Regions from separate parts of the Mus musculus genome. Here all the other regions are linked to region 1. The links are chromatin contacts, called in public ChIA-PET, HiChIP or PLAC-seq and promoter capture Hi-C maps. All regions are on one chromosome and are shown on one strand. Each heading gives the region's core, a stretch centred on a gene start, on an enhancer-like site or on the middle of the called end of the contact. The rest is flanking DNA. Distances are from core to core; before and after follow the strand shown. Region 1 holds the start of Camkk2 (calcium/calmodulin-dependent protein kinase kinase 2, beta). Region 2 holds the start of Pptc7 (PTC7 protein phosphatase homolog). Region 3 holds the start of Psmd9 (proteasome (prosome, macropain) 26S subunit, non-ATPase, 9). Region 4 holds the start of Vps29 (VPS29 retromer complex component). Region 5 holds the start of Arpc3 (actin related protein 2/3 complex, subunit 3). Region 6 holds the start of Anapc7 (anaphase promoting complex subunit 7). Region 7 overlaps Atp2a2 (ATPase, Ca++ transporting, cardiac muscle, slow twitch 2).

Region 1 (2,531 bases), core at 20-2,519:
GAGTCATTAGACCCTCACCTGAGATTACAGTTGCTCCCGCCTCTCCTCCTGTGCAGACCTCCAACAGCACCTGGCCCCGGGAGATGCTAGAGAATATAAAGGGGTGGGTAAACGAAGGAGACACTCCTTCTGGCAGGTCACTGTCCATGCTGGAGATGAGTAAGCCCAATAAACCCATTGGTTCACCAAGCTGGGCTTGGATGTTTTTGATCTGTTGTCGGCGCCCTATTTTGGGTGAATAGGCATTTGTTCATGTCTCCTCAGGAAGTCAGTCAAGAGTGGGGCTTAAAAAGACACGCAAACTGTGCATGATACTGTCTCCTGCAGCTTGCTGTCTTACGCTACATGTTTTTGTTTTCCTTTTCCTGTGGGGGTACAAATAGATCTAACAGTCCTTTTAACTATTGTGTACTATTCCACTTCGTCTCGCTCCAGTTGCTACTACTAACAAATAAATGGAAGAGCGCTTAGCAGTATCAGAGGTGGTCATCTCATTAGAACGCTCATTGAGTTTATTTGTCCGGTCCTGGGGACTGTTTGTGAGTGCCCAGCCTAGAAATATGGCAATAATTTATTGAGGGCTGAAAATCGACCCAGTTGACAAAGAGCTTTGAATTCTTAGTGAATTTGACATCTCAACCCTTTGGCTGCCGGCAGAAACATGCATGCAGACAGCCACTGGTGAACATCCGAGTCTGAGTTCACCGGCCCCCCACATCCAAGGCCACCGGGTGAGCGAGCCCTTGAAATACCCTTTTTTTTCTCCGTTGTTACCCAACTGGGAGACTAAATATTTTAAGGCTCCAGCAAAGTAAACCGTCAAAAAGGGGAAGAATGTTTGGTCAGTCTTGTGGAGAGACCTAGAACTTCGCTGGGCTGTTCAGAGTGAGTGATGCATTTTAGGGCGAGCCTGCAGCAGTGGTCAGAGGGGTGGTGGCTGCGGAAGGGTTTCCCCATAATGGGCGTTGCCCCGAAATCCAGGGAGGGAACCGCCAGACGGCTCCTGGGTTTTCCCCCGTCGCCTTTGGGGGAACTTCTCCACGCTCAGGGACAAAGCGGCGTGGAGCATCTCGCAGGAACCGAGACCCACTCCCAAACTTGCGGCCTGTTCGCCCCTGCGCGAGTCGGGCCTCGCTTCCTGTCGCCTCCTTCCCCCCACCCCCCCTCCCGCCTCCACCTCCGCCCCGCCGCTACTTAAGTCTCCGCGGGACCCGGCGCGCGCGGCCGAGGCTGCGGCGGGCACGCGCGCTCCACGCCGGGTCCTTGGCCAATCAGCAAGGAGCCCGAGGCGCCGCCGCGCCGCGCGCGAGCCGAAGCCCGGGCGGCTCCTCCCGTGGAGAGCCGAACCGGACCGAGCCGAGCCGAGCCAAGCCGAGCCAAGCCGAGCCGGGGGCGCAGAGCGCGGGAGGCGGCGGCGCGGAGCCCAGGTGAGCTGGCCCGAGGCGGGCCGGGCTGAGTCGGGGGTGGGTGGGGGAGGGACGCAACCTCCCCGTGGGTCTTTGGGTCCCGGACGCGCGCGGGAGCCGGCAGACACAGCCCAGAGGCGGGCCCCGAGGGGACCCCACGTGCGCCGCCCCGCGCCCCGCCACGTGGAGGGCTGCGCCCCCTTTCCCCCTGGCCTCCGGAGCCGGGCGGCGCTTGGGGTCCGGCGGCAGGAGCCGGCCAGGAGTTCCGCACCAAGGTCCGCCGGCCAGGGCGGTCCCGGATCCCAGCGATGGCCTAGGCCACCCCTGGCGCTTGACAGGTGCGGAACCTGAGCGCGCGGGAGCGTCCCACCTCCGCAGGCTGCCAGGCACGGGGAGGACCCTGGTCCTAGGGGCTTGGACCCGAGTCTGCCCTCTGATCACCCCGACCTCACAGGCCGACTTGATCCTTTTGACCTAAATTTACCTCTGGGCTGCAGCGCGCGATGCATAAAGAGTGCCTGCCGGCTCCCTCTGGCACAGCCCTGGGGTGGTGGTGCCCCGCTATCACCGGGGCTATGCCAGGGTTCTCCCCACCCCCTGAATGCCCAGTTTGGGAAACGGGGTGTTTTCACAGCTCTGTCAGCCTCCTCCCCGGCTGCTCTCACTTGGAGATGAAGAGGTGGCACTTTGCAGGGGGATGGAGCAGGGGGTGGAGGACATCTCAGGTGCCATGGGCAAACAGCCTCCTGATCTGGGGGTGGGTGGGTCATGCTCCGCATTCATTACCCTAGATGCAACTTTTACCTTCCTCAACCTCCTCTGTGATGTTCCCCCAGTCCTGGAGTAGAAACTTCAGGTGCCCTGGGGCATTAATGATGTCTTTTACTCCTCCTCCTGACTCTGCCCCCACAGGACCTAGAGGAGGATTGCTCTGCCTCCCCACAGCTCCTTTGTTCTTTGGAAGTGGCAGGGGCTGCCGCTGTTCCCAAACCCACAGAAACTGCGGTTTCAGAATAGATCGTGCTATCAGTGTACAGAAGCAGCTTCAGTTTGCCCGATCCCCCTCCTTGTACACTCTACTGCTGTACACTTCATCAAAAATGTCATATGCCGGGCCATGGTGGC
Region 2 (2,531 bases), core at 20-2,519, 500 kb after region 1:
CTCTCTCTCTCTCTCTCTCCTCTAGTAACTGGGATAGATCTTAGGAAGCACCTGTGGCCTAAAAAGCTGTGACCGAGTCTCACAGCCTTTTTGGCTGCAGCCTACAAGCAGGTCCAGCCATTCTATTTTGGGTCAAGGAGACCTTTCTGCCACCCCCAAGTGACCTCAAGTAGACAAGCTGGGTTAGGGAGAAAGCACTGCTAGAATTTCTAACCAGGCCAGCAGTCCACCCACAACCCCACGGCCCTTCCCGAAAAGGATGGCAATCCGAGGACGGTCCAGGCAGCGGGAAGAACCCACGACGGGGGGCTGTGGGCTCCCCGCCGTCTGTCTTCGGGTCTGCTCCCGGATCCCGCAGCTGGGACCGGGCCGTGGCGTCAGGAGCTCGCCAAGAAGCAGGGATTCCCGGGGCGCCAAGAGGGAGGAGGGAGTGAGGCAAAGCGAGGTTAGCAGCCTGCAGGTGTCGCCGAACGAGGAGGACGAGGTCGCGTGGGGGCTGTGACTAAGAAGAGTGCGCGGTTCTGCACCGGGACGGACTGGACACATTCCCAAGGCGGTGACCTTGGGCACGTGGCTCCACCGCTCTGTCCCTCAGTTTCCCCATTTCTAAAGTGTGGGGATGGGGAGGGAGGGATCGTGAGGCAGAAAACGCATCTCGGGGCGCTCGGCAAGGCGCTGCGCTGCGCTCAGCGGAGGAAGCAGGGAAGACTCGCACTCCGGAGTCCCCAGGAGGCCGACTTGGGGCCGGGGGACTCACCCAGGACGTCGGCCGAGCGGTGGCGGGCCACGAAACACGCGTCGTCCCCGTAGCACGCGCCCTTCTTGAGCAGGCCCTTACGGAAGTCCTTGCCGAAGCCGCAGCCCGCCGTCACCAACCCGTAGTCGCCGCTGCTGCCACCACCGCCGCCGCCGCCGCCGCCCGCCCTGGGGTCGGTCTGCGACAGGCCGCCGAGCACGGCACGGGCCACCAGGCGTCCATACGACAAGACCGAGAACATCGCCGCCGCCGCCCCCCCGAGGAGGCGCGGGGCCCGGGGCGCCGGAGGACGCCGAGGCCCGGAGCCGGCTCTCTCCTCCGCCGCAGCCGCGCCGCCGGGGCGTTCCTCAGGGCGGCGCGCACTGGCCACTGCCGCCCCTGCCCGCCGCACGGGGCCTCGCACACGCTCTACCGCACGCACTGGAGCCAGAGCGAGGTCAGAGCCGGCGGCTCCTCCGCCTCAACCACACTGGGGTCCCGGCTGCAGCCGCCGCCGCCGCCGCCATCTTCCGCTCCACTAGCGTGTTCCGGGCCGCGCCGGCAGCGCCGCCCCCTCTCCGACCCCGCCCCGGCCCCGCCCCCTCTCCGCGGCTCAGGTCCAAGCCCCGCCCCCTCGGACTCGCAGCCCTATGTAGTCACCGGAATCGAGCGTGCGCAAAGGGTGTGGGCGCAGTGTCTCCTGGAAGTCGTAGTTAAGAGTTATAGTCGCTTTGGTCTTGGCTACCTGTGATCCAGGAGTTAGATTTACCAGAGGACTGTAAATTATTGAGAATGACCGGTAGACTGGGTTGTTGGGGGTTTTTTTTGGGGGGGAATTAGAATGGGTGTCCTGTTTTGATTTTTTTTCTCTCTCACCACCTTTTTTTTTCCCTCTTCTGATTTTTTTGAGATAGAGTTTCATCAAGCACAGGCTGACCTCAGACTCGCTCTGTCACCAAGGTTGGCCTTGGATTCCTTCTGATCTTGCCTACAGCTTCTCAAGTTCAAGGATTACAAATTATGTGCCACTATATCTTGTTTAACAGTTTCTTCCATACACACCACATACACACACCCTCTCTCTATATATATTCCTTTACATAACTGTAAGAAACCAAGATTGGGATTCTACACCATCTAGTATACTGGGTGAGAAACGGCAATCCTAACATTTCCATTATTCCTGTGTCTTGAAAGCCCCAGATCTAGTACCCTAGATCCTAAGTTTGACAGTCAACCTGGCCAAGCAGGTCTTTTTCCTGCCTCTGATTTGGAGGCCTTCAGAAACTGTGGAGGGCTGAGAGAACTGCCAAGATGAGGCCTCTTTCTCCAGCCACAGCTGCCTTCTCTTTTCAAGAGGGTCATCCCTTGGCAGAAAGAAGGGGTCAGGCATGATGGCCTATAGCTCTAATCCCTGGCAGTTAGGAGGCAGAGGTAGGCAGATCTGTGAACATGAGGCCAGCCTGATCTACATAGTGAGTTACAGGTCAGTTAAGGTTACATAGACACCCTGTCTCAAAAAAGAAAGAAAGAAAGAAAGAAAGAAAGAAAGAAAGAAAGAAAGAAAGAAAGAAAGAAAGAAAGAGAGAGAGAAAGAGAGAGAAAGAAAGAAAGAAGAGAGAGGGAGATAAAGAAGAGAGGGGGCACTTTCTATTTTATTTTTTCTAAAACTCTTGGCCTATTTGAACAAAGATCAAACAGCCTTCCCCAAATATTAACAATTGTAAGTTATTTCCCTAAGAAATTATTTCAGTTGAGTAACAGCAAAGACTCTTTATCATCATCATCGTCATTA
Region 3 (2,531 bases), core at 21-2,520, 450 kb before region 1:
CACAGCACACATACAAGATAGTACCTTTCAGGCACATGGTCAGCACCTACCTGGCCTGTAGAACCTCTATATGACACCGTCATCTGGCACCCATCACCCAGATGTCATTGTGCCCAGCAATGAGTGTGATTTAGCCTCCCCTTCCTCTATACACTGACTTGGGGTTTTATGAAAAATATATCTGCTTAGGAGGTAAACAGATCACAGAGCCAACCATTCCCCCTTCCTAACTGGGCAAGCATTGGCTCCACTCTGGCCCTGTTTCCCCTTTTACAGTAAAGACAATGTGCTTAATCTGGCTCCACTTAAAAGAGCAATTAGCAGAGGTGAGGGTTTTCTTAAAATCCAGAGTCTTTTCCCTATCCCAATTAGAGTCTGCATTTCATTTTTACTTTTCTTTTTTGTTTTTTTTTTTTTTTTTTTTTTTTGGTTTTTTTTTGAGACAAGGTCTAATATAACCCAGGACAGCCTCGAGCTTACTATGTAGGCAAGAATAACCCTCAAGTCCTGATCCCCCTGCCTCCACTCTCTAAACGCTGGGCTTAAATAGGGATGCCTCCCCTGGCTACAACGTGCATTTTAACAAGATGCCCAATTAATTCTCCCAGTTGACATTTATAAAGTCCTAAAGAAAAGCGGGTGGCGAGGCCAAACCTGGTAATGTCACCTACAGAAAGTGACAGTAGCGATTATCACTATGCCTCAGCAAATAGTCTATCCTTGCGACCGAGGCAGTTTCACTAAGGCCTATATCATGGTTGCACAGGCCCGCGATTCCCGCACTCAGAAAGATGAAGCAGGAGGATCACGAGTTCGAAGCCAGCTTAGGGGCTGCGTTAAAAACAAACAAACAAAAAACTTTAAAATGCAAAGTTAATGCTTCCGAAAATGAAAATTAATCCCACGTAAAGAAAAAATGCTTAAAGGGGCGTGTGGCACGCAGCAAAGACCCCCTCTAGGACACTGCTTGGCAGCGACCCCGAGCCTCGTCCGCAGGCCTCCCCGCCACACTCACGCTCTCCAGGACGTCGTAATTAGCCTTGATCTCCGCCTCGATCTCCTCCTTGCGTCGCATCAGATCCTGGATGTCGCTGACCGCGGCCGCACGGGCCTCGGAGGACTCTGCCCGGTGCGGAACGTCTTCACCCGACATCGCGGACCTCAAGCTAGAGTTCTGGGTTTCCCGGCTACGGACGCCAGCCGAGGCTGAGGCTACGGGTCCTCCCCGGGGCCAAAACAGCTCAGCCAACGCGCAAGTACGGAAACAGATGAAGGGTGGAGCTTGGAAGTGGGCGGGGTCACCGGCTAGATAGACCACGTGGTTTTCAGATGACCCGGTAGAGATAAATAGGCCCATAGAGGACATAGGTATTTACTCCCACTTTATCCTGACTCATTTCCACTTTTCTTGTTCATTCCTTTCTTTTTCATTCTGTCCCCGTCCCTCCATCCGTCCGTTTCCCCACCCCCCCACCCCACCCCGTTTTTCAAGACAGGGTTTCTCTGTGTATCCCTGGCTGTCCTGGAACTCACTCTGTAGACCAGGCTGGCCTCAAACTCAGAAATCCTCCTGCCTCTGCTCCCAAGTGCTGGGATTAAAGCCACCACATCTGGCTTACACTTTTTTTCATTCACTCATCTGAAGGCTGAGTAAACTGGATACCAGCTGTATAAATGTAAGAGGATCCAGTCTTGCCAACCTTGACACTTCAGTTCTTAACATCTACGAAGCCCCTGAGTGTTTGAAAGAGGCTTTCAAGCGATTTGTTTTTTGTTTTCTGTTTCTTTTCTTTTTCTTTTTCCAGACAAGATTTACTGCATCTCAGGCAGGCCTCTAACTCATTGTGTAGATGAAGGCGACCTTGAAGCTCTCCCCAAGTTTTTAGAATATTCTATTTCTTATTGTCATGATCACAGACACCCTCTAACCCCCCACTCCCATTCTATCCATTTCGCACCTCCCTCAACCTATCCTCATCAAAACTTCAAGACCTTTTTTTTTTTCCTTCTTTATAACCTAGTGTGCCCAGTGCCTTTGAGCATCTGATACTCCATCTGCTCCCTCCACAGGCAGGGATTACAGGCATGTACCACCAGGTATGGTTTATGAAATATTGGGGATCAGGAACACTCTACCAACTCAGCTATATCCCCAGCCACTTTCGGGCTGGGGATCCTCATGGTACAACCTATGTTCAAAGTTGGACCATTAACACCGACTATATATATTCCATGTGACCTTAAATAATTTCACCTTCTGCTCTCTGACCTTATTGTGTGACACTAACAGTAATATCTCTCGCTCTTTTTTTTCATTTTTATTTACTAATTTATTCCCTTTGGATCCTGATCAGAGTACACACACCCTAGCAACGTGTCTCTTAAGGGTGTCCAAGTATTTATTGACTTTCACCTCTGTCACGAGGTGCTGGTGTAACAGGCCCCCAGACCTTAGTACAACCGACTCCATAAAGAAAGTACCACTCAGGCTGGAAAACACAGCACACAGACAGCACCACCTGCCAAAACTA
Region 4 (2,531 bases), core at 11-2,510, 430 kb after region 1:
ATACCTTTGGAACGGCTTATAAAGCCACCTTTTTTTTTTTCTTTTCCATTTTTTATTAGGTATTTATCTCATTTACATTTCCAATGCTATACCAAAAGGCCCCCGTAGCCACCCACCCCCACTCCCATACCCACCCACTCCCCCTTTTTGGCCCTAGCGTTCCCCTGTACTGGGGCATATAAAGTTTGCATGTCCAATGGGCCTCTCTTTCCAGTGATGGCCGACTAGGCCATCTTTTGATACATATGCAGCTAGAGTCAAGAGCTCCGGGGTACTGGTTAGTTCATAATGTTGTTCCACCTATAGGGTTGCAGATCCCTTTAGCTCCTTGGATACTTTCTCTAGCTCCTCCATTGGGAGCCCTGTGATCCATCCATTAGCTGACTGTGAGCATCCACTTCTGTGTTTGCTAGGCCACCTTTTTAAAAGGTTGTCTGCACAAGGATAATCTGTGAAAAACGCAACGCGTGCCCAGCAGCCAGTGAGGTGCCTTCACTTTAACCTTCATCAGGACAAACAGCAGTCCCCCCCCCCAACTTTAGAGAGCAAAGAGTGCCTTCGAAAATCGGATTACAAGGACGTGTCTGCACAGAAAAGTCGTAGGGACAGCAATCTATTGGGGGGGACGGGCCTAAAGGTCTGATGCAGACTGGGTAAGCTAAGGCTCTCCGAACAACCCCGCGCATCTCCGCAGGCTCCAAACGATCCCCACGACATCGCTCAATGGGGCCGCAGCGGCCACAGGAGACGAGCAGTCCCCTTTCCGGGTCCCCGTCCGGAGTGGCGGCCAGTGCGACGGCTACTTCGCGCTCTGCCCCGAGGCCGGCTACCCCCAGCAAGCCGGGAAGGACCAGGAGGGAAGAGACGTGCGGTCACACCGACTGCCGGAGCCGATCTCGTGACCGGGTCCGGCCGCCGGGTCCGCCTCGCACGCCCTCTGGCCGCTGGGGCGAGGGGGCGACATCAGGCCGAGCCGCACCCTCAACCAGCCGCGGTCCTCCCGTTCCAACTCCGCGGCCACCCGGATCCTCCTCGCGCCCCCACCCCACTCCCTCAACCGGACGCCGCAGCATCCCGGCCCCACCCGGGTAGCAGCCGCCGTGGGGCTCACCATCCTGTCACCAGGGCTCCGTTCAATCACCACGAACGCCGCCGCCCTCTTCCTCAGGCTCCTCGGTCGACCCGCCCACTTCTTCCGCCACCAATGAGACGCGAAGTTGGCAAGAGCCTGTCTTACGGGGGCCCGTAAGGGTCATTTCCCGTCAAGGGAAAAAAAAAAAAAACCCGGCGCTGCAAGAAATCGCTCGTGGGCGGGGCAAAGGAAAGGCTGAGCTCGCGGAAAGTGCGGGGGCAACATCCGGGCACCCGCGGCTGGCGCGCTTGCGCCCTCCATGCCTGCTCTGCCCGTAGCCATGCTGAAGTGCGGGATGACGGGCGGCCAGGTGAAAGGTGGAGCGGCCATTCTTGCTTTGCTACTTAGAAGAGGGAAAAGTCTAACGCCTCGTGCAGGGTTTATCCATCGTCTTCTTCGGCCTCCTCCGCCATTCTTCGCCACGACTGAAGCTGCCATAGCGCGCCTCGCGAGGGCCATGCTGGGCTTCGAAGAGCATGCCAGCCCCGTTCCATTTGATTTATGTCCAGGGTTTAATTCGGTGACCGAGAAAAGAATTGTGCCATTGGGCCTTAAACTCGGATTGAGGAGGGCTGATGTGGAGAGAATTCAAGGGGGGAAATAATACTTGACCAGCAAAAGTATTTTTGAGCTGTGGGAAAACCAACCTGCTGCTTTATTCGACATTCTGCCGGAGACATTTTTTTTATTGTTGTTGGGTTTTGTTTTTGTTTTAATATATAATCTCGAACAATCCTCTCTGTCCCTCAGTCGAAAAATGAGACTAATATTAGCCCCTTCGTTGATAGAGGTTGTTAGAAGCATGGGCTAAATAAAAAGTCCATGTAGTGAGATCAGAAATTAGAAAGACTGTGTGGAGAACTGTATAATACATAGCCTTATAAGGGGGGTGGGATGCTTGGGCTGGGGACCGGGTTTGTGTGTAGACAGACCAAAGAAGGGCCAGTGTACCATCCCCCTTCAGAGGTTGGGAGAACTCAAAATGAATGAGAGCATTAGCACGGAAATTGGCTTGCAGGAGAAATAATGTTGAATTTTATGTCGATGCATATTTATTGAAGTCTTACTGTGTATGTAGGTAAGGGTATACGGCATTTCCTAATGTAAATTAGTCTATAAAACGCTGTGTGGATCGGCTGAGTAGTTTAACTCCCAGGTGTATCTTGACCAAAAAGTTCAGTGTAATCACTTAACGGGAAATTGTTCGGACATATTCAGGAAAAAAGGATTTCAAACCACTGTTTCCAGCTCTGTGGCATCACATACAATTAGGACACCGTGTGGTGAATTCCTGTCATGGTGCCTCCTCTCATAGTGATGCACTTTGCTAAGGCTTGACACAGCATCAAAGTTGAGATCGTTATAGTCTAACAACATGTTAACCTAGCCTAGCATGTTG
Region 5 (2,531 bases), core at 11-2,510, 390 kb after region 1:
GCATGCCCTCCCCCCGCCCCTTCTGTTTTACTTGGGTGCTAAGCATCCAGACTCAGGTCCTCTCATTTGTACCACTGAGACACCTCCTCAGCCCCTACTATCTCTCTCTATATATATATTTATTTCCTGTGACATCGTCTTTCATTGAACCCAGAACTTGCTTATTTTTGGCTGGGCTGGCTGGCCAATAAGCCAGAAGATCTGCCTGTCCTTTGCCTCCCCAGAGCTGGGGTCACAGGCATGAGCTGCTGTACCTTGTGACCCCACCTCCTGCATGCAAGCCTCTTTTTTTTTTTTTTTCTTCCCCCATTTCTTGGGAGACAGGCTTTGCAGTTCTGTAGCCCAGGATGGCCTAGAACTCACTACATAGTCCACATTGGCCTGAACTTTGCCATCCTCCTGCCTCGGTATTGGGATGAGCGATAACTGAGCGATAGGGGTAGGCTAACTGCCATCTATCTGTTTTCGTCACAGCAGTTGTTAAGATAGGAAACTACTTCCTATGTGCATTTGCATGGTTACTGTCTACCCGTTAAACTGTGAGCTCCTTGAGTGGCCCTTAGTCGCTGCTGTCAACAATGCTGGCTTCACAGCGAGAGGTCAGTAACACTGGTTCAGTGTGGGTGCACGCTATTCAAGCGTCCCTTCGCTAAGCTGCAATCGGCATCAATTTCCTCCCACTCGGATGCACACGAAAAAGGAAACCAGCGCTGGCTCGGTGGTGGTCAGGGAGTCGGGTGGGAGTCAGAGCAGGGAGACGGAGGAAGGGGTCCATCAGGGAAGTGAGGTCTGACAGGTGACTAGGTAGCAGGCCGATCCCACTCCCTGGGGTGGAGGAGGAAGTGGAAATGACAAGGGGGAAATTTAAAAAAAAAAAAAAAAAAAAGGAGAAGCTGGACCTTAGACTTAAAAATAAATTAAAAGCCAGCCATCGTTCTTAGGTTCGAGGCTCTAGGGTGGGATCTGGGAACACGGCAGGGTTAGGGGGGAAGCGGCGGGGCAGGCGAGCCGGTGTTGGAGGCAAAGGCTGGAGATCAGGGCGGACGCTTCCTCTCTCCCCGGCCTTATGACACAGATCTCCTGCCACCCCTCGGACCCTCGCCCCGCTCGGCTCCCCGCCCCTGGGGCTCGAATGCTTACCGGCATCTTGACGGTGTCCGGATTCGATCCAGAGAAGCCGAACTCAGAAAGCGTTTCCGACGACCGAGCCTGGGTGGAGTGGGCGGAAGTAAGCCGGAAGAGGCGGGCGGAAGGAATAAACGCACTTCCGGTGACTTGCTCCGGCTGCGCTGACCGCAAGTGACGCCAGGGGGCGCGTCAGCGTGAGGCGATGACCGTGGCGCATGCATAAAGCACGTTCAGAATAAAAGGCTGGATTTTGAAATTGAAGACTCCCTCGCAAGTGGTTAATAATCAGCTCCCGGTTTTGTTTTTTGGGTTTTTTTTCTCATTTCCCGGCTTCAGCTTCAAATCCAGTACCACTCAGTCGCCTGATTTACCCTTCTGCTATGTCTAGTTTTTTACTTTTTTTTTTTTTTTTTTGGTTTTTCGAGACAGGGTTTCTCTGTGTAGCCCTGGCTGTCCTGGAACTCACTCTGTAGACCAGGCTGGCCTCTAACTCAGAAATCCGCCTGCCTCTGCCTCCCGAGTGCCGGGATTAAAGGCGTGCGCCACCACACCTGGCTTAGTTTTGTACTTTTACCACAATGCAAGGTGGGGGACATCAGTTCTCACTTTCCACCGTGATACTCTCGGAACCAACACAGTCTTCAGAAACACCTACACCCTGAGCCGTCTTGGCGGCCAATATTTTTTATTTTTCAATTTTTTCTTTGCTAAGAGTCGCATGAAGTCCAGGCTGGCATATACATATAAATGAATATGAACTGATCTGCACCCACTTGTGTTCAGGAATTACAGATATGTGCCCATCACTCCTGTTATTTTTATTTATTTTTCTTGCTTAGTTTTATGATGCCGACGGTGGTGTCTATCTTCCTTGTCATGTTAAGACAGTCAGGGACCACCACAGGGGTAAAGGAAAGAAAAGTCCTGAGCCTACCCCTTTGACCTGTCTGTCACCCACTAAATGTGTATATCATTTCTACTCTTTCAACAAGGTATGGTGTATGTCTTCCCAGATCATGGCAAGGACTAAGTGGTCATGAAAACCAAGCATATTATAAGGGCCTGAGTGATGCCACATGTCTGAGGGGATGACTACAAACCCACCACTGACACCCATCATATATGTATGTAAGTATGTATTTTGCCTCTCTGGGTAGCCCTGGCTAGTCTGAAACTTGCTTTGTAGACCAGGCTGGCCTTGAACTCTTGAGATCCACCTGCCTTGCCTCCCAAGTACTGAGACTGAGGGGATATGTAACCACCATACCCAGCCAACCACTTTTTGTTTTTGGACAAGGTATTAACTATGTAGCCCAGGCTGGTCTCTACAATGTCTGGCTTATACTCCCTGTTCTTTGTATGACTGCTGAGGAGCCAGGTCCTGGGGTTGAATCCTAGTTCCA
Region 6 (2,531 bases), core at 14-2,513, 360 kb after region 1:
TGTTCTCCAGGGTGTGATCTTGGTCGACCTACTGGACCTCCCTGTAATAAACACATTTCCTTAGCATTTTTTTTTGTTTTGTTTTGTTTTGAGACAAGGTTTCTCTGTGTAGCCCTGGCTGTCCTGGAACTCACTCTGTACACCAGGCTGGCCTCGAACTCAGAAATCCGCCTGCCTCTGCCTCCCAAGTGCTGGGACTAAAGGCATGCGCCACCACTGCCCGGCTCAGGCAGCGGTTCTAAAGTGAAGCCACCGGTGCCAATGCTTGCTCTGAGAGCGCTCGGGCAGGAGGAGAAATTAGAGAAAAGGAATGACTAGGTTGACTTGCGGAGCCACGTCGAAGAGTGAGCAATGATGGGGAAATTTTTAAGCAAGGCCCTTACAGGCAATTCAAGCCTACAACTGTCCCGGGCTTCCTTTGAGACGCAGTAAACCCGGCTAGATAGAACTGTCACTCCATCGGTAGTGTTTTGCCTAGCACGCCTGAAATCCCTGGTTCGATCCCCAAGGTCCACACGCACACTGAGAGCATGGTGGGGGTGTAAAACACCAGTTAACCCCCCCCCCCCAGCTTCTGGGAGGCGTAGGCAGGAGGGTAAGAAGGTCAAGGTCTTCCTTGACTACACACACACACACACACAGCCTGGGGCAGGCTAGCCTGGGCTACAGGAGACCCCTGTTTGTAAACACAACCACACAAAACCAGTCACTCCCCGGCGGCAATGTCGGGCCTTACATTAGACTGCCAGGGTTCCTTTTAAATTAAAAAAAGGCGCCACCGCGCCCGCCACCGATGCTCTCAGTCTCGGAAAGTGGGGTCCCCTCCCTCCGCTGGGGTGGCACCCCCACGGCTGACACTCGGTGGACTGGGTCCCCGGGACTCAGGGGACTTCGTCGTTCTGGAAGGAGCCAGAACTCCGAGGCCACCGAGGCCGGATCCCGCGCAGCCCTCCGCGGGACCACACCGTCCCCCCGCCACCGCCAACCCCGGCTCCCGGGACCGCCACCTCCCCGCCTCTCCAACTCACGGGTTGTTGTTACTCATGGTGAGCAGCAGGCTGCTGAGGAGCCGCACGTTGGAGTGCAGTCCCGCAGCCGCCATGTCCCGCACGTGGTCTATCACACTCATCCTGCCCGGCAACACCGTGGCCCCCGGCGACACCGCGGCACCGGCAGCGGCGGACAGAACTCCCGGGAACCGAGAGCAGAGGCTCGGGGAAAGTTCCAAAATGGAGACGGCGCCGGGGTCCTTCCGGTCCAGACGCGGCTCCGCCCCCCGAAGATGGAGGTAGCCACGGACGTGCCTGAGTAAAAAGAAGCAGCGGCGAAAGGGTTTTCTCCATCATCATCATCTTCAAAGCCATCCCAGTAGGAATCGTAGTTTTGCTGCGCTAAAGACAGCCTGAGAGGAATGGATGCCTCGCGGAGGCTAGTAACAATGCACAGGAGTTCATCCTAAACACAGCGGAGGCGGAAAACGGACAGTTAAAAATTGAATTTTCGAATCAGGCGCGCAAGGGCTGGCTTTCTCCAACTACGGGAGCGTCCTAGGCGAAGGTGGCACGCCCCCCTCTCCTGGCGACTCTTGTCCCTGTCACTGGGAATAGATTCCTTGGTGCAAGGCATGGCTTGCCCGTCCAAGTGACCCGCTAGATCCAAGTGCGAAGAAAAGATAGTTACAGGGATGAGCTGGATCTCTGATCGCCCCACTGTCAACATCTCAAGCCTTTACGAACTCGTTACTGCATTGCATATTCACAAATCGCAATGCTGAAGCCATTTCCATAGAGGGAGAGAGCCGCCTCAGAAATTAAAACTGCATGCTCTTGCAGGGGAATTCGGTTCCTAGCACCTACCTGGTGGCTCACAACAGTCTGAAAGGCCAGCTCCAGGGCATCCGACTCCTTCCTCTGGCGTCTATGGGCACATACATGCATGTGGTGCACAGACATACACACTCAGGCATGCAGATACTCATAAAAATACATTGAAACAAACAAACAAACAAACAACAACAACTTGGATCTGGAGAGATGGCTCAGTGGTTAAGAGCACCGACTGCTATACCAGAGATCCTGAGTTCAATTCTCAGCAACCGCATGGTTGCTCAAAACCACATTTAATGGGATCTGATGCCCTCTTCTGGTGTGTCTGAAGAGAGCAATGGTGTACTCATATTCAATAAATAAATAACAACGTTGGCAGGGGGTGGTTTAATTCTAGCACTTGGGAGTTGGGCCGATCTCTGTGAGTTAAAGATTAGCCTGGTTTATAGGGTGAGTTCCAGGACAGCTAGGGATACGCAGAGAAACCCTGTTTGAAAACGCTTAAAACAAACAAACAAACAAACAAACAAATAAGTACTTTGAATTGTCAGTCCTTCTTTGCCGACAAGGAAACCAAAACTTTCAAATGTTGAAGCTGGGCAGCCTGAGAGTAAAACCACTTATCAGCAAGGCTAGTTTTGTAAATTCAATCCCCTGTGTGGGAGGAGAGACCTGACTCCTTCACGTTGTCCTCTGAGACAGCCG
Region 7 (2,531 bases), core at 13-2,512, 320 kb after region 1:
GCTTGCATGGCTGTTTTTGTATTTTCTTGGTAAAGTATTTGACACAGCTACTGCTCTGTCCCGTTTCCTCCTGCATCAGTGCCTCTGCCTAGAGCTGTGCCACATGGGTGGTATCTGAATCAACTGCACCTTCCCTTTCAGACTGGTGATGGTGTGAATGATGCTCCTGCTCTGAAGAAATCTGAAATCGGGATTGCCATGGGCTCAGGGACTGCAGTGGCTAAGACTGCTTCTGAGATGGTCCTGGCAGATGACAACTTCTCCACCATTGTGGCTGCTGTTGAGGAGGGGCGAGCCATCTACAACAACATGAAGCAGTTCATCCGCTACCTCATCTCATCCAACGTGGGGGAAGTGGTCTGGTGGGTGTCTGACTGGAACTAAACAGTATCTTTCAAGGCTGGGGCCAGGGTGTTGAGCTTTCTCAGATTGCTGCTTCTGTTAGGACAAATTTGGTTGTTGGCTTGAGAGGAGAGAAATCTCATGGGACTTGTCTGCAGCTGACCAGTGGTGCAGAAAATATTCTTAAAATGGTAGTTTAAAATCATAAAAGTCTTGGTCCTCTAATAAAGTTTCATATGAACTTAGATTAGATGTTGTCTGATGCTCCTGGCTTGGGGAGATAAGCTATTTCCATAGTTCCAAAACTCACTGAGTTTTTTCTCTTCTTCCCTTGGATGGAAACAGTATCTTCCTGACGGCAGCCCTTGGGTTTCCTGAGGCTTTAATTCCTGTCCAGTTACTCTGGGTCAATCTGGTGACAGATGGTCTGCCTGCCACTGCGCTGGGGTTCAATCCTCCAGACCTGGACATCATGAACAAACCCCCCCGGAACCCAAAAGAACCACTGATCAGCGGGTGGCTCTTTTTCCGTTACCTGGCTATTGGCTGTAAGTACAGTTGTTGTTTGTGTGGAAGGATGCTGTGTGCAGTGCAGGTCACCCACTGAAAGCCTCTGTTGAACAAGCATCCTGTCCTTCCTTGGGTTATAGAGAAGCAACAGTTAGACATCAGGCTTTTTATATTTTCCCCTTGCTCAGAGTGATGCAAATACCAAGGCATGCCAGAGCCCTTCCCTGTTGCGAGCGCCAGGCTGAGACTTGAATGGGTTATTACCAACTAGGGGACAAGAAGAGTCCACTAGCAGAGGCTAATGCCGTTCTTTGTCATAGTTCAGTTTAAAGAGCATACAATCTAGAGTGGCTGCCAGTTCCTCTGGCCTTCACAGTATCTCGTGGACCAGCTGCCCTTTGGGCAAATAAAAATTTCCATTCCCTGTCTTTTAAACTAGTGCCCTCGTGCACCACTGTAATTCCAGGTTAGCTGTGTGCTCTGCTGTTGGTTAGGTGATTGACCGTGGATAAACCAGTCTCAGCTTTGCAAATTTCCTGAAATTGATGAGGAATGGCCTCTGCCTTAGACCTAACTCTGGTGCTGAGGGGTGGGGGCCAGCATTGTAATGGCAGTTCTTTGAAAGGGTTCTGCTTGGCCATACCTGGAACAGTGCAGTTACCTAGTGTCCAACAAGGTCACCTCCGTTTGCCTATAGACTGGTGTGACTTGGTTTCCTCAGTTCCTTGTGTGTTCTGTCTGCTGGGATGGATGGGCCTGACCTCCACCTGTTGTCTGAAGCCTATACTTGCTCTTTAGCTCTGTGGCACCTAGTGCAGGGCGTGGGCTGGGGTCAGCAGGAACATTTCCTCACAAACTCTAGAGACATTGCCTATTTCCTTTTTAGACCAGAAACGCCCTGTCTGTAGTCAGCTGCTCTGGCCAGTGTGGTAACCTGCAGCTTTGTTTCTAGGTTATGTTGGCGCTGCCACCGTGGGTGCTGCTGCATGGTGGTTCATCGCTGCTGACGGCGGTCCAAGAGTCTCCTTCTACCAGCTGGTATTTAGCCACTTTTTTTTAAAGCCCTGTGTAGTAGAGTGAATTCTTGTAACCTTTGGTCTTTTTCTGTGGTTTGGGGTCAGATAGTTGCCTCAGGTAGCTCTAAGACCCAGGGCTTCTGCCGAGCTGTATTCCGTATTGGTGTTGGGCCTTGAACTCAGTGTGGAATTGGCATCTACATTTGGGAAGTACTCCCGGCTGATGGAATGTTTGGACTTTGTTGCAGAGTCATTTCCTACAGTGTAAGGAGGACAACCCAGACTTCGATGGAGTGGATTGTGCAATCTTTGAGTCCCCATATCCAATGACAATGGCACTTTCTGTTCTAGTAACCATAGAGATGTGTAATGCCCTCAACAGGTTAGTGGATCTTGTAGGCTATGGTCCTAGGGTTTATGAGAAAATCATGGCTGATAGCTCTTCCCTCACAAAAAATGACATAGTTTTAAGCTATTGTTCCCCAGGAAACAGTGGGGGTTGTCCCCATCATGGGTTCCTGATGCGGCAGGGTGTATGAATGGGACCAGCAATCCAGACTATGCCTGTACCCTAGAGAGTGGAGCACAAGAAGTTCCATCTAACCAAGCCACTGATGGACACAAGTTTCCAAATGGCTCTACCTTGGGTCATCACCAGCAGCT

What was found. Promoter capture Hi-C pulls out the DNA fragments that hold promoters and counts their contacts. ChIA-PET counts read pairs in DNA pulled down with a chosen protein or histone mark. HiChIP or PLAC-seq counts read pairs in DNA pulled down with a chosen protein or histone mark. Capture Hi-C pulls out chosen DNA fragments and counts their contacts.
Region 2: a contact with region 1 is called in a promoter capture Hi-C map of liver, with 2.2 times the contacts expected there. The contact joins the promoter of Pptc7 here to the promoter of Camkk2 in region 1. A contact is called at or near these places in 2 of 39 promoter capture datasets (liver and pre-B cells), 2 of 484 Hi-C or Micro-C datasets (embryonic stem cells and olfactory sensory neurons), 3 of 115 datasets of contacts at active chromatin or transcription factors (bone marrow-derived macrophages, embryonic stem cells and large pre-B cells) and 1 of 9 other capture datasets (liver).
Region 3: a contact with region 1 is called in a promoter capture Hi-C map of pancreatic islet. The contact joins the promoter of Psmd9 here to the promoter of Camkk2 in region 1. A contact is called at or near these places in 1 of 39 promoter capture datasets (pre-B cells) and 1 of 9 other capture datasets (pancreatic islet).
Region 4: a contact with region 1 is called in an RNA polymerase II ChIA-PET map of memory CD8 T cells, with 23 read pairs. The contact joins the promoter of Vps29 here to the promoter of Camkk2 in region 1. A contact is called at or near these places in 13 of 39 promoter capture datasets (the 3T3-L1 cell line, the HPC-7 cell line, the SN4741 cell line and 8 more), 5 of 115 datasets of contacts at active chromatin or transcription factors (the NIH/3T3 cell line, bone marrow-derived macrophages, craniofacial prominence and 2 more) and 2 of 9 other capture datasets (adipose tissue and liver).
Region 5: an H3K27ac HiChIP or PLAC-seq map of microglia shows a contact between it and region 1, with 7 times the contacts expected there. The contact joins the promoter of Arpc3 here to the promoter of Camkk2 in region 1. A contact is called at or near these places in 9 of 39 promoter capture datasets (the C10 cell line, the HPC-7 cell line, cranial neural crest and 6 more), 2 of 15 datasets of contacts at CTCF or cohesin (the NIH/3T3 cell line and embryonic stem cells), 3 of 484 Hi-C or Micro-C datasets (B cells, the N1E-115 cell line and embryonic stem cells), 18 of 115 datasets of contacts at active chromatin or transcription factors (the 230-238 cell line, the SCID.adh cell line, T-cell acute lymphoblastic leukemia and 12 more) and 5 of 9 other capture datasets (adipose tissue, embryonic stem cells, liver and 2 more).
Region 6: an H3K27ac HiChIP or PLAC-seq map of embryonic stem cells shows a contact between it and region 1, with 4 times the contacts expected there. The contact joins the promoter of Anapc7 here to the promoter of Camkk2 in region 1. A contact is called at or near these places in 6 of 39 promoter capture datasets (the 3T3-L1 cell line, embryonic stem cells, hematopoietic stem and progenitor cells and 2 more), 1 of 15 datasets of contacts at CTCF or cohesin (the NIH/3T3 cell line), 3 of 484 Hi-C or Micro-C datasets (the N1E-115 cell line and embryonic stem cells), 25 of 115 datasets of contacts at active chromatin or transcription factors (the NIH/3T3 cell line, the SCID.adh cell line, T-cell acute lymphoblastic leukemia and 14 more) and 5 of 9 other capture datasets (adipose tissue, embryonic stem cells, liver and 2 more).
Region 7: a contact with region 1 is called in a promoter capture Hi-C map of liver, with 2.2 times the contacts expected there. The contact joins the enhancer-like site here to the promoter of Camkk2 in region 1. A contact is called at or near these places in 7 of 39 promoter capture datasets (the C10 cell line, the HPC-7 cell line, HPC-7-derived erythroid cells and 4 more), 1 of 15 datasets of contacts at CTCF or cohesin (the NIH/3T3 cell line), 10 of 484 Hi-C or Micro-C datasets (B cells, LSK cells, bone marrow-derived macrophages and 6 more), 12 of 115 datasets of contacts at active chromatin or transcription factors (bone marrow-derived macrophages, effector CD8 T cells, embryonic forebrain and 6 more) and 4 of 9 other capture datasets (embryonic stem cells, liver, macrophages and 1 more).

What each region holds. Positions count from the first base shown.
Region 1 is chr5:122,778,148-122,780,678 of GRCm38.p6, reverse strand. It overlaps Camkk2 (calcium/calmodulin-dependent protein kinase kinase 2, beta), which reads left to right and starts at 1,269. Exons shown (of 17, transcript NM_001199676.1): 1 at 1,269-1,427.
Region 2 is chr5:122,283,136-122,285,666 of GRCm38.p6, reverse strand. It overlaps Pptc7 (PTC7 protein phosphatase homolog), which reads right to left and starts at 1,269. Exons shown (of 6, transcript NM_177242.4): 1 at 758-1,269. The coding sequence starts at 998.
Region 3 is chr5:123,226,929-123,229,459 of GRCm38.p6, reverse strand. It overlaps Psmd9 (proteasome (prosome, macropain) 26S subunit, non-ATPase, 9), which reads right to left and starts at 1,270. Exons shown (of 6, transcript NM_026000.2): 1 at 1,016-1,270. The coding sequence starts at 1,153.
Region 4 is chr5:122,353,057-122,355,587 of GRCm38.p6, reverse strand. Vps29 (VPS29 retromer complex component) reads right to left here and starts at 1,260. Exons shown (of 4, transcript NM_019780.2): 1 at 1,112-1,260. The coding sequence starts at 1,114. It overlaps Rad9b (RAD9 checkpoint clamp component B), which reads left to right and starts at 1,383. Exons shown (of 13, transcript NM_001382853.1): 1 at 1,383-1,449. The coding sequence starts at 1,413.
Region 5 is chr5:122,390,607-122,393,137 of GRCm38.p6, reverse strand. Arpc3 (actin related protein 2/3 complex, subunit 3) reads right to left here and starts at 1,260. Exons shown (of 7, transcript NM_019824.4): 1 at 1,141-1,260. The coding sequence starts at 1,146. Gm32853 (a long non-coding RNA gene) reads left to right here. Exons shown (of 4, transcript XR_387695.4): 1 at 1-599; 2 at 2,142-2,256.
Region 6 is chr5:122,421,176-122,423,706 of GRCm38.p6, reverse strand. It overlaps Anapc7 (anaphase promoting complex subunit 7), which reads right to left and starts at 1,263. Exons shown (of 11, transcript NM_019805.4): 1 at 1,029-1,263. The coding sequence starts at 1,129.
Region 7 is chr5:122,457,807-122,460,337 of GRCm38.p6, reverse strand. It overlaps Atp2a2 (ATPase, Ca++ transporting, cardiac muscle, slow twitch 2), which reads left to right. Exons shown (of 20, transcript NM_001110140.3): 15 at 142-362; 16 at 688-890; 17 at 1,805-1,890; 18 at 2,117-2,250. Among named protein-coding and RNA genes, the nearest start is that of Anapc7, 37 kb to the right of the region's middle. Within about 2 kb of position 1,262, at least 14 of the 459 cell types and tissues checked have an H3K27ac peak or open chromatin away from gene starts, as enhancers often do. A contact at or near this core is called in liver, where this site is marked.